3 separate regions of the Bos taurus genome follow, and regions 2 and 3 are each linked to region 1. The links are chromatin contacts, called in public Hi-C maps. All regions are on one chromosome and are shown on one strand. The core of a region is the stretch at or near the end of the contact, and the rest is flanking DNA. Distances in the headings are between cores, read along the strand shown. Region 1 holds the start of IMP3 (IMP U3 small nucleolar ribonucleoprotein 3). Region 2 holds the start of COMMD4 (COMM domain containing 4). Region 3 holds the start of SIN3A (SIN3 transcription regulator family member A).

Region 1 (3,239 bases), core at 225-2,724:
TTCAGCATCATTCCCTCCAAAGAAATCCCAGGGCTGATCTCCTTCAGAATGGACTGGTTGGATCTCCTTCCAGTCCAAGGGACTCTCACGAGTCTTCTCCAACACCACAGTTCAAAAGCATCAATTCTTCGGCGCTCAGCCTTCTTCACAGTCCAACTCTCACATCCATACATGACCACAGGAAAAACCATAGCCTTGACTAGACGGACCTTCGTTGGCAAAGTAATGTCTCTGCTTTTGAATATGCTATCTAAGTTGGTCATAACTTTTCCAAGGAGTAAGCGTCTTTTAATTTCATGGCTGCAGTCACCATCTGCAGTATACTTAGGGATGCATAAAATGATAAAACTATTTTTCTTTTTAAACAAAAGACAAAGATAAACACTAAATTCAGGAGAGCAGATATCTTTACCTCTGACTGGGAGAGTGGTTAAATAGGTCCTGGTGATGCTTTCTTAAACTGGCTGTTGGGTCCACAAGTATTCTTTGTATCTCACATATGTTACATATAGTATCGCCCATATCAAATATTGTATCTTTAAAAAACAATGAAAAGCATACAAAAATAAAATTATAGGCAAAGAAGCTAGGTGGCGTCAAAGTCTTGGGTAAATAAAGAAGTTAGTCCTGTTAGCGCTACACTAAACTAAAACAGACATAATTTGCAGAAAAAGTGTTGTGTGTTCACTAAATACTCCAGAAATCCAACCTGTCAGGCTAATTCTTTTCAGCCCGGATTAAAGAGTCAGGATTTGTACTATCCAAGCTTTTCAAATTTACTGGATTTTATGAATCACGTGGCATTCTTGTTAACAATACAGATTTTCAAGTGACTCCTGCGTAGATCCTGATTCTGGGCATGCAGGAAGTAGCCTGGGAATCAGTACTGAATAGGTTCAGTGGCTTCAAGCACCAATTGGTAGGCTGAAAAACCTCCGCCCGCCTCGTAATGGACTTGCGGTTAGTCGGCTGTGGGGATACCCGATCAGCCCCTGTCGGCTCAGAGAAGCCCCCACAAGGTGGGAGGACAGCCCCCCACCCCGCCCCGCCGCCCCTGCCAAGGTCAGTTAGCACATTAAATCCATATTAGCGCGGCGGTCACCCCTCTTTCCCGGAACTATCCCCTTTAGCTCTTCTGTTAGAGGCTCTCCAGAGAGGCCCTAAATGACAGAAACCTAAACGAGAGGAAATAATTACGGCACTAGGTAATTAATTCTCGGCAACTTAAAACCGCGCAGACTCGCCTAGGAGGCCGCCCCTCCCATCCCCGGCCTCTCCAGGCGTTTCTTCCCTCCGCCTCCCTCAGAGAACGCGGAGAAGAAACGCGAGATACGATCACGGGGCGTGGCCTCATCCTAACCAATGGAAATGGGAGGCCTGGCCCTGAGTCTTCCTTTCATTGGCGCAGGATCCCCAAGGCGGCCGGGTCTAGCCGTACTGAGGCGGAAGTCGCGCGGCAGCTGGAATGCGCGCTGAGCCTCCGGTCTGGCAGCGTTTGAGCCGCCATCATGGTGCGGAAGCTTAAGTTTCACGAGCAGAAGCTGCTCAAGCAGGTGGACTTCTTGAATTGGGAGGTCACAGATCACAACCTGCATGAGCTACGCGTGTTGCGGCGTTATCGGCTGCAGCGGCGCGAGGACTATACGCGCTACAACCAGCTGAGCCGTGCTGTGCGCGAGCTGGCCCGGCGCCTGCGCGATCTGCCTGAGCGCGACCCGTTTCGCGTGCGCTCCTCGGCCGCGCTGCTGGATAAGCTGTATGCTCTCGGCCTAGTGCCCACGCGGGGATCGCTGGAGCTCTGCGATTTCGTCACGGCCTCGTCCTTTTGCCGCCGCCGGCTGCCCACCGTGCTGCTTAAGCTGCGCATGGCGCAGCACCTCCAGGCCGCTGTGGCATTCGTGGAGCAGGGCCACGTGCGCGTGGGCCCCGACGTGGTCACCGACCCCGCCTTCCTTGTCACGCGAAGCATGGAGGACTTTGTCACCTGGGTTGACTCGTCCAAGATCAAGCGGCACGTGCTGGAGTACAATGAGGAGCGTGACGACTTCGATTTGGATGCCTAGCGGATCTCCCCTCGCCAGGACTGCATATATCAGCCAGTCGTGGGTTCTTAAGAACTTGCCTCCTCAGCTACAGGCCACGCACGGAGCCAAAGGGTACGCCCTTTTTCCACGAAATTTGCTTAGCCTTCGGACAATTGGTAATTCAGTGACTGCCATAAGAAACAATGGGAAGCGGTTTGGGTGCTGCACTGGGGAATTGTTATGTTCTTGTATCTGAAACAGTGGTGTGAATACAAGGATTTGGGATGGGGGAGGACCTACCCCCGCCTCCAGCTTTCCTTTCATTTCCTTGTGACAGGACAGTGTGGTTTAATTTATTTAACTGGAATCCTTGCTCTTGTTCGTGATTAAACTGTGTACAGATGTCATAGAGGTTGGTCTCAAGTTTTCATAAAATAGATGTGATTTTAGTGTTCAGAGTTCTTTCTCTTGTTTAAAGGAATGCTTTCCTAATGCCAATAAATGGCCTAACTGCTTTTTAGGTGCAAATTTTTGTCTGGGTTTGTCACACAGAGTCGCATCTATAGGTCTCCTTGAATTCAGGAACCCACAGAATAGTGATGGCAGCTAGCTGCCTGTGGGTGAGACCTGCCCTGAGTTCCACGTGTGGAGGTTGCAGAATGTTGTACAGGGCTGAGCAGATTTGTCAGTTTACTGATCCCTTCCTCAGAATGAGTGTTTTGGCAGAACTCTTCCCCACAGGACTTCCTTCCTGTTGCTATTCCAGCCTCAGGAAATACCATATTAGAGGGCTGAAGTGTTTGCTTGCCTAAGGAAATAATCACCCTGTAGCTTGTCTATCTAGCGGTTAGAAGTAGCCCAGGAGGGTCTTGGAAAAATCTTAGGAGTGGAGACCTCAGCAGGCTCCAGGGCTGCCTGCCCAAAGCAGCAGCTGCACAGCTCCTATCCATCACAGCCCACCATCACTACCTGCCCAGCCTTTAATTTAGAGAAAGGTTTGTTGCCCAATTAGAGTGGGTTTTATTGAGGGACACAAAGGGTGGATTGGGAGTCAGGGAGCCTAGCCTGTTGACAATGGAGGAACATGAAGGGAGAGGATCTGTTCTAATGCAGCCAGCTCACTGGTAGGAAGACTATCGCATTTACTCAGTACCACTACAAGGAAAATAACAGAACGCCAAGACCAGTGGGTTGCTTTTCCCTGGACCGTCTGCA
Region 2 (3,239 bases), core at 443-2,942, 230 kb after region 1:
GAAAATATCTGGTTTCTATTAGTGACAAAGTCAGAGGTGCTGCTAATAACACTGAGGTCTGTTGCCAACATTCATAAATGGAGGAAATATTAAATTTCAGTTTGAAGTTAGTGAAAATTGAGATATAATATTTTCCTAAGTTTCTGGGCCCCTGACTTCTACCCACTGGACTGTTTTATCATCTCTGGACTTTCTCTGACTTCTACCATCTCTGTATTATTTACATTTTTACCATAAGAATGTGTTCCTTGTGTAACTTCTTAAAATACCAACATTTCTCTAGGTTCTGTCCTAGGCCCTTTCTCCTGAACTCACACTGTGGCTGAGACACATCATCCTGCTGACGACTCCCGAATTTATAACCGCCATCGTATTGTAGATTCTCTTCTGAGCTCCAGACCCTTAAATCCAGACTGTCTCCTACCTGGTGCACCTGGTCGCTTAGAGGCCTCACTAAGCATGTGTCACACTGACTGGTTCTCTTCCCTCTGAAACCTGCCCCTACCTGTCCCACCACCACTGAGCACCAGTACCTGGGAACCAAACCCAGCTCCCTCCCTCTCCCTTCTCCCTCATGCATTTAGTCTCTGAGCCCCACTGATCTCCTCCACTTCTATCTCCACTCTCTCTCAAGTCACTACCATCTCCTGGGTGGGGGAGTGTCTGCTGCCCCAGGCTGTTCCCCTCTTCCTCCCTCAACAAATCAGCTGAAAGGCTCTTCCTCATTTCCCTGCCGCCCTTTCTTAAAAAGTCCAAACTCCTCTCAAGACCCAGCAAGCTGTGGTCTTTGCTTATCTGTCGAGCCTCATCGTTCACTAGCCTCTAGTTTCTACTCTTCCAGGTGATGAAATGCATTCATTCCTTCAGGTGAGCTCTCACTCACCTGAAGTCTTTGAATGCTGTCCCCTATCTGAAGATACAGCCTCCCACCAGCCCCCTTCCATGCCTCCCAATTCCTGGTACACTAGCTGCTTTCTTTCTGCCCCAGCAAGCTTTCTTCCCGGCTCGCAGGCCCTCAGGTGATGTCATCCTTGGGAAGCCTTCTGGCGCTATGCACAAGATGAGTTTAGTCCCTCCCGGCTCAGGTCTTAACTATGACTGCCCATTCAAGCCTCCAACTCTGCCCTTCCCTCCTGCAGCCCAAGTCCTAGTGCCTGGCACAGTCCCGGTATACAGTAGGCACTCACAATCTGTTAAAGGAATGAATGAATGGATAAGTTGAGAAGTTTCCACCCCGTATATACTCTTTTCTGCCTCTGGGAAGAGCAAAGGGATTTCCTAACAGTGCAGAAGACTGAGCGAAATTGTCAGCAAGTTTTCCTCCAAGTTCCACAGGAAGGCTGGGAGGTGGGCGTCTTCGGGACGTCCTACTCAGGGGCAGAGAAAAGCCTGGAGAGACAAGCCCCAGCTCCTGCCCCCGAGAGTTCGGGCCCTTCCTTCCAGTCAAGACACTCCAAGCCTGCCGTCCCGCCCTGCTGGAGGAGGATGGAGGGAGGCTTTTCTTTACCAGACCCTCGGCTTTAACGACCGCACCCAAGTGTCCGCTCCGCGGCCCGGGCAGATTTCCCATCTCCTTCCCGCAGCAGCGGCGGGGGAATTTGGGGTCCTACCATGCCCGCCCTCAGCAACCACAGCCTCGTATCAACCCTCGTCCCTCACCATTGCTCCAGGAAGCCCGCGCCCAGGACTTTCACCTTCCTGTCGCGCCGGGTCAGCTGATGCAGCGATCACGTGGCGCTTGGGCGGGGCTTCCTGGGGCGGGGCTTACTGGGATCGAGGCGGGAGCGAGTCGCCCAGCCTCGAGTTGCTGGAGCGAAACACGGGGTCCCTTTGTCAGTCACCAGAACCTTTCCCCGGAAAGGACCAGCACCAACCCCCAGGTTAACTGAAAACAGAACCAAAGCAGCAGGAAGAGGGAGTGGAAGCCGTTTCATTTGTTCTCTTTAAGGCAGGGGAGGCCTTCCTTTCTGCAGTGGTGTTCAGGTCTTTTCCATGTTTTGCATCAAAAGTAGTGCCCTTACTATACAGGTGTGGGTTGTGGCAAAAGATATATTTGTAAAACTTTATTGGAGTAGAATGCCCATACAGGAAATTGTACATAGTACAAATACAGAGTTTAATGAATTTTCATAAACCGTACGCCCCGTGTAACCAACACCCAAATAAGGAAACATTACCAGTACCCCAGATACCTCCTTCAAGTGCCCGGTAGCGCCTGGGTATTTTATTTCATTTTGATGAATCCCTTTAGTTGGATAGCAAAAAGCCTGTAAGAGTTGACATGCTCAGAATGCTTTTGCAGCTTCACCAGCATGAGCTGTTTATCTTAATTTTTCTCAATCTAATGGGAGAGGAAAATGTTGCTTTAAATTGTATTAGTCTGCTTACTGGTGAACTTGAGGTAATGAATAGACCAGGAAAACTTAAGTTTCCAGTATTCACTTAAATAGATAAAAACAAACAAAAGATAGCAACAACAAAAATACACTAGAGTATAAACTAATGACCAAAAAAGAAATTGAAAAGTTTGATTTCTCTCTTCATTTCTATGCCTCTCTCCTATACGGTAGGCCCTGATTGTTTTTTGTTGTTGCAGCCTTTCAAGCTATGAAAGGACAGATAGAGCCCCTGACAATTAAACCACTCCATAAATAGAAACAGATGGAAAATTAATTCTTGCTAAAATTGATCACACTTAAAAAAATCTTTTTAAAAATCATGAACATCAGTACAATGAAATCAATGGTGTTGCAATATCAAAAATTTTTTTTCTTTTAAGAGGACAAGAATAGTTCCAAAAGAAGAAATGAATTGACACACTTAGGAAATCATTATTAAAAAGAAGAAAAAATTAGTAATAGATGAAAACTGCCCTAAGTTGATAGGGTATTTGAAAGACAAAACAGCAAACATCAAACAGACAATTTATTTAAATTTGGAAATAAGGCAAAAGGCAGATGGCATGTCCTTTTAATGTCATACTAGAGTATTGTCAAACAGATTTGTTTCACAAATAAAGATTATTTGACTATTTAGACCAGTAGTTATCAAACTTTTAGAGTGTTTAAGAATCACCTGCTGGGCTTGTTACAACAGTACTAGGCTCCACCCCCAGAGTTTCTCTAATCAATTAGCTCTGGAATGAGACCTGAAAAATTGCATTTCCAACAGGTTCCCTGGTCTGCTGAGATTTCCAGTTTGGGGACTACACTTTGAAAGCCACTAATGTAGGAAAATGT
Region 3 (3,239 bases), core at 531-3,030, 130 kb after region 1:
AGGGTCCTTACAGACTATCTTTCTACTCCAATTTTTCACCCACCCCTATTTTTGCAGAAGAAAAACAGGCCCAGAGGGAGAAAGGGACTTGCCTAAGGATATACTGCTAAATCACTGGCCTTGCTACCCAGATGGCTGAAGCACTAGCCTTAAGCTCTTGTACCTCTTTGCACACCAGCCACTGCCAACTTTCCCTCCATAACCCACAATGATCAGTCACCCAGTCCTCTTGAGGCTTTCTCAAACACATCTCCCCATTTTTATTCCTGCTTACCCATTGCCACTGCCCTAGTCAGGTCTTCCTTGTATTTCACCTGAATTGTTGGGGCAGCCTAACTGGCAGCAGGCTACCCTATTCTGCCACAGGATTTAAAGGCCCTTCGCATTCTGACACCCCACCTTATCCACACTAGCTTCCTTTACTGAATATCTCAACTGGTCTTTCTTGCTCATTCACTGTGTAACCTGGCCCCAGGGTCAGCTCTGTTGAGCACAGGCATGTGGCGTAGCCTCACCATCCCCCCCCCCCCCGCCCCCTCCCCCCCGGCCATACACACACACACACACATTACAAATGATCCAGGGAAGCATCTGAGTCAGAATTTTGATTTTAGGGCTGCTGAAAGTAGGAAGGGTTTCTGGAATGGGGGACCAGGAGAGAGAGAAGAAACATCTTGGCTCCCTCCACTCCCTCCCACCAGAATATGTACCTCTGTAGTCTTCAACCCGGTCATTACAAGCCTTTCTGCCTCACCTTGCTGCTTGTAGGCACCCTTCTTTCAACCCACCCTCAGAATTCATCCAGCTGCTGGGATGTTGAGCATCTTAAATGGTAGTTCTGGGCCTGTGGTCCTGTGACCCAGCATGCTGCTTGTACATTCTGCTATACAAGTCTAAGAATTTTAACAAGGTAGAAAAGTCTTCTGCTCTTTGACTCCATCTTTCCAACTCTGGTTTTCGTTACTATAGCCACACTTGGAGAAGCTTTTAATACGGCTTTGCATTTATCATTTTGTGTGTTTTGCTGAAAATGAGTTAGTTGCCCCTCCGTTTCTGCCTGAGTGCCACCTCCTCCATGAAGGCTTCACCCAGTTTTCCTCAGCTAGAAGAATCTCCCTGCTCTGAGCCTCTGGAGGCGTCTCTACATACATTTCCAAATTGCCTTAGCTCTTTCTGTATCCTCTCTTCAGCTAGGTCTGAAGCCCTACGAGGGCACAGAGTGAGCATCTCATTCAGTTTCTGTAATGGCAAAAAGCAGCAGGTGCGGTATGAATGTGTCTGCCTCACCCCTGTAGGTGCTCAGGCAAGTGCCTGTTACCCCGAAGGCAGGACTTCCCGCGTACACAGCTCAGTTTTTAGGCAGGCGCCGGACACGGTTAGGTTACACAGCCAGGGGAGTCGGGACATTCCAGTCAGTCGCTAGGGTATCCTCACCCGCCCCCTCTGCCCAGTTCCAAATGGGGTGTGTGTAAGAAGGATGTGGGGGCCGGGTAGCCCCAATAGCTCCTCCTCCAGGTTCACCCAGCGGATCTTCGAGTCCCAGGAGGTCTCCTTCCAGTCCAAGGGCCTCAAGTAACTCCAAGCGGCGGTGCGGTAGAGAAGGGGCCCTCTGCCATGGTTGCGCCTCCCACTCAGAGCTAGTTTAATTAATTTATTTCTATTTTTTGGAGGGAGGGGGCGTTCAATGAAGGGGAAGAGGTGGAGCAAGGGGAGGAGGCGGGCCCAGGATGACTGACGCGAGCACCAGGGAGCCAATGGCCCGTGGGGGGCGTTCCCCCCCATTCAGGACTCCTCGCCTGGCTCGGAAGGTATGTTAAACAGCTGCTTTTAATTTGGTCTCCCCAATCTCGGGCGTTTGGGGGGCTTGTTTGCCGGCCGGTCCCTTTGACCAGTCAGCCATGGTGCAGGCGCCGCGGGCCCTGGGACGGAGCTAGGGGAGGCTTGGAGTCCGGCGGCCGAGGGAGGCGAGGGGCAGGCCAGGAAGGAGAGCTCTTGGCGCCGCCCGCTCGCCAGTGTGTGTTTCCAAGCCGGGCCAGATCCGCGGGGAGGGGGTCGGCCCGACCCGGGGTCGCCAGTGTGCCGGCCGTGCTGCCTAGTTTATTTCACCGAGCGGTCGGTTTCGGTAGGTTTCGGCGGCGGGCTGGGTAAGGGGCCGGCAGGAGGAGATCCCTCGCGCTCCTGGAATGCCTTAAAAAATTATTGTAAAGAAGAAAAAAGGGGAGATTCCGTACACCGACTGGAACCGGGCCCGAGCTGCGGCGCGCGGGCTCGGCAGGGGGCGGCGGCCTGAGCTCAGCCGGCCGGGCCCACCAAACCGCCCGGAGTTGGTCGAGAGCTGGAGTTAGCGAGCGAGCCCAGGCCCGCAGCTTTCCCCGCTAACCACGCTGGGCGAGGGCGGCAGCCGCCCAAGGGTTTTGTTTCTGTCCGCAAACTTGTCGGAGGGGGCGGTGGGCGCGCTCAGAAGAGGCGCGGGCTCCTGGGCCCGCGGTTGTTATGGACTCTGGGGGCGGGGGCAACGCCGGACTTGCGGGAGGGGCGGTCGGGGGCGGGGGAGGCCACCGGAAAGAGCCCCAGCGCCTCGGCAGTAGACCCATGCGCCGGTGTGAGCTCTCCGAACTCCAGGGCCGTGGCAGGAGAGCCAACGTTCGGCGCCGGAACCCGGCCCGGGGGTGTGGAAAACCTCCAGGAACTCGTCGGCTTCGACCCGCAGCCCCAGCTGATCCCTTTGCAAACATGGAGCTGCCTCCTTCCCCGCCCACCCCAAGGCGGCGACGGCGGCTCCTTTCCCCTCCCCCTGCCGTGCTGCTCGCCCGCGGAAGGGGCGGGGGCGGGGGCACCGGCGAGTGAGCGCGCCCACGAGGGGGTAGCCTGAAAGGGGCAGTGAAGGTCGGAAACTGGGCAAACAGTCTCCACGCTCGGAATCGGGAAAAGGAAATGCATCAGCGGGCGGGAGGGGCGCGGGGGGCGCGCCTGTCAACCGGGATGGCGGCCGCGGGCTGGGGGGCGGGGCGCCGGCGCGAACCGCGGAGCTCGGGCGGGGCGACGCCAGGAGAGAAGGCGCAGGGGCCCGGCCCTTGGAGCGCCAGACTACCCCTGCTTCCACTCCTTGGCCTAGCCTGTTTACTATACTCCGGCGACGGCTTGTGCAACCGGCCTAGAGGCGAACTGAGGGGCGGGGCCTTCCCTTCTCTCTTCCACCCGGTCTCGGGCTTCTTCAGAGGGCCCGCCTTCTCTTGTTT

What was found. Hi-C and Micro-C count contacts between places; a contact is called where the count stands out from the background.
Region 2: a Hi-C map of liver shows a contact between it and region 1, with 2.4 times the contacts expected there. The contact joins the promoter of COMMD4 here to the promoter of IMP3 in region 1. A contact is called at or near these places in 2 of 11 Hi-C or Micro-C datasets (liver and an unstated tissue).
Region 3: a Hi-C map of skin fibroblasts shows a contact between it and region 1, with 9 times the contacts expected there. The contact joins the promoter of SIN3A here to the promoter of IMP3 in region 1. A contact is called at or near these places in 4 of 11 Hi-C or Micro-C datasets (liver, skin fibroblasts and an unstated tissue).

Annotation. Positions count from the first base shown.
Region 1 is chr21:33,252,946-33,256,184 of ARS-UCD2.0, forward strand. It overlaps IMP3 (IMP U3 small nucleolar ribonucleoprotein 3), which reads left to right and starts at 1,475. Exons shown (of 1, transcript NM_001079588.2): 1 at 1,475-2,552. The coding sequence starts at 1,509. The coding sequence ends at 2,063.
Region 2 is chr21:33,485,638-33,488,876 of ARS-UCD2.0, forward strand. It overlaps COMMD4 (COMM domain containing 4), which reads right to left and starts at 1,693. Exons shown (of 8, transcript NM_001040597.1): 1 at 1,660-1,693. The coding sequence starts at 1,662.
Region 3 is chr21:33,382,333-33,385,571 of ARS-UCD2.0, forward strand. SIN3A (SIN3 transcription regulator family member A) reads left to right here and starts at 1,781. Exons shown (of 21, transcript XM_015459266.3): 1 at 1,781-1,808.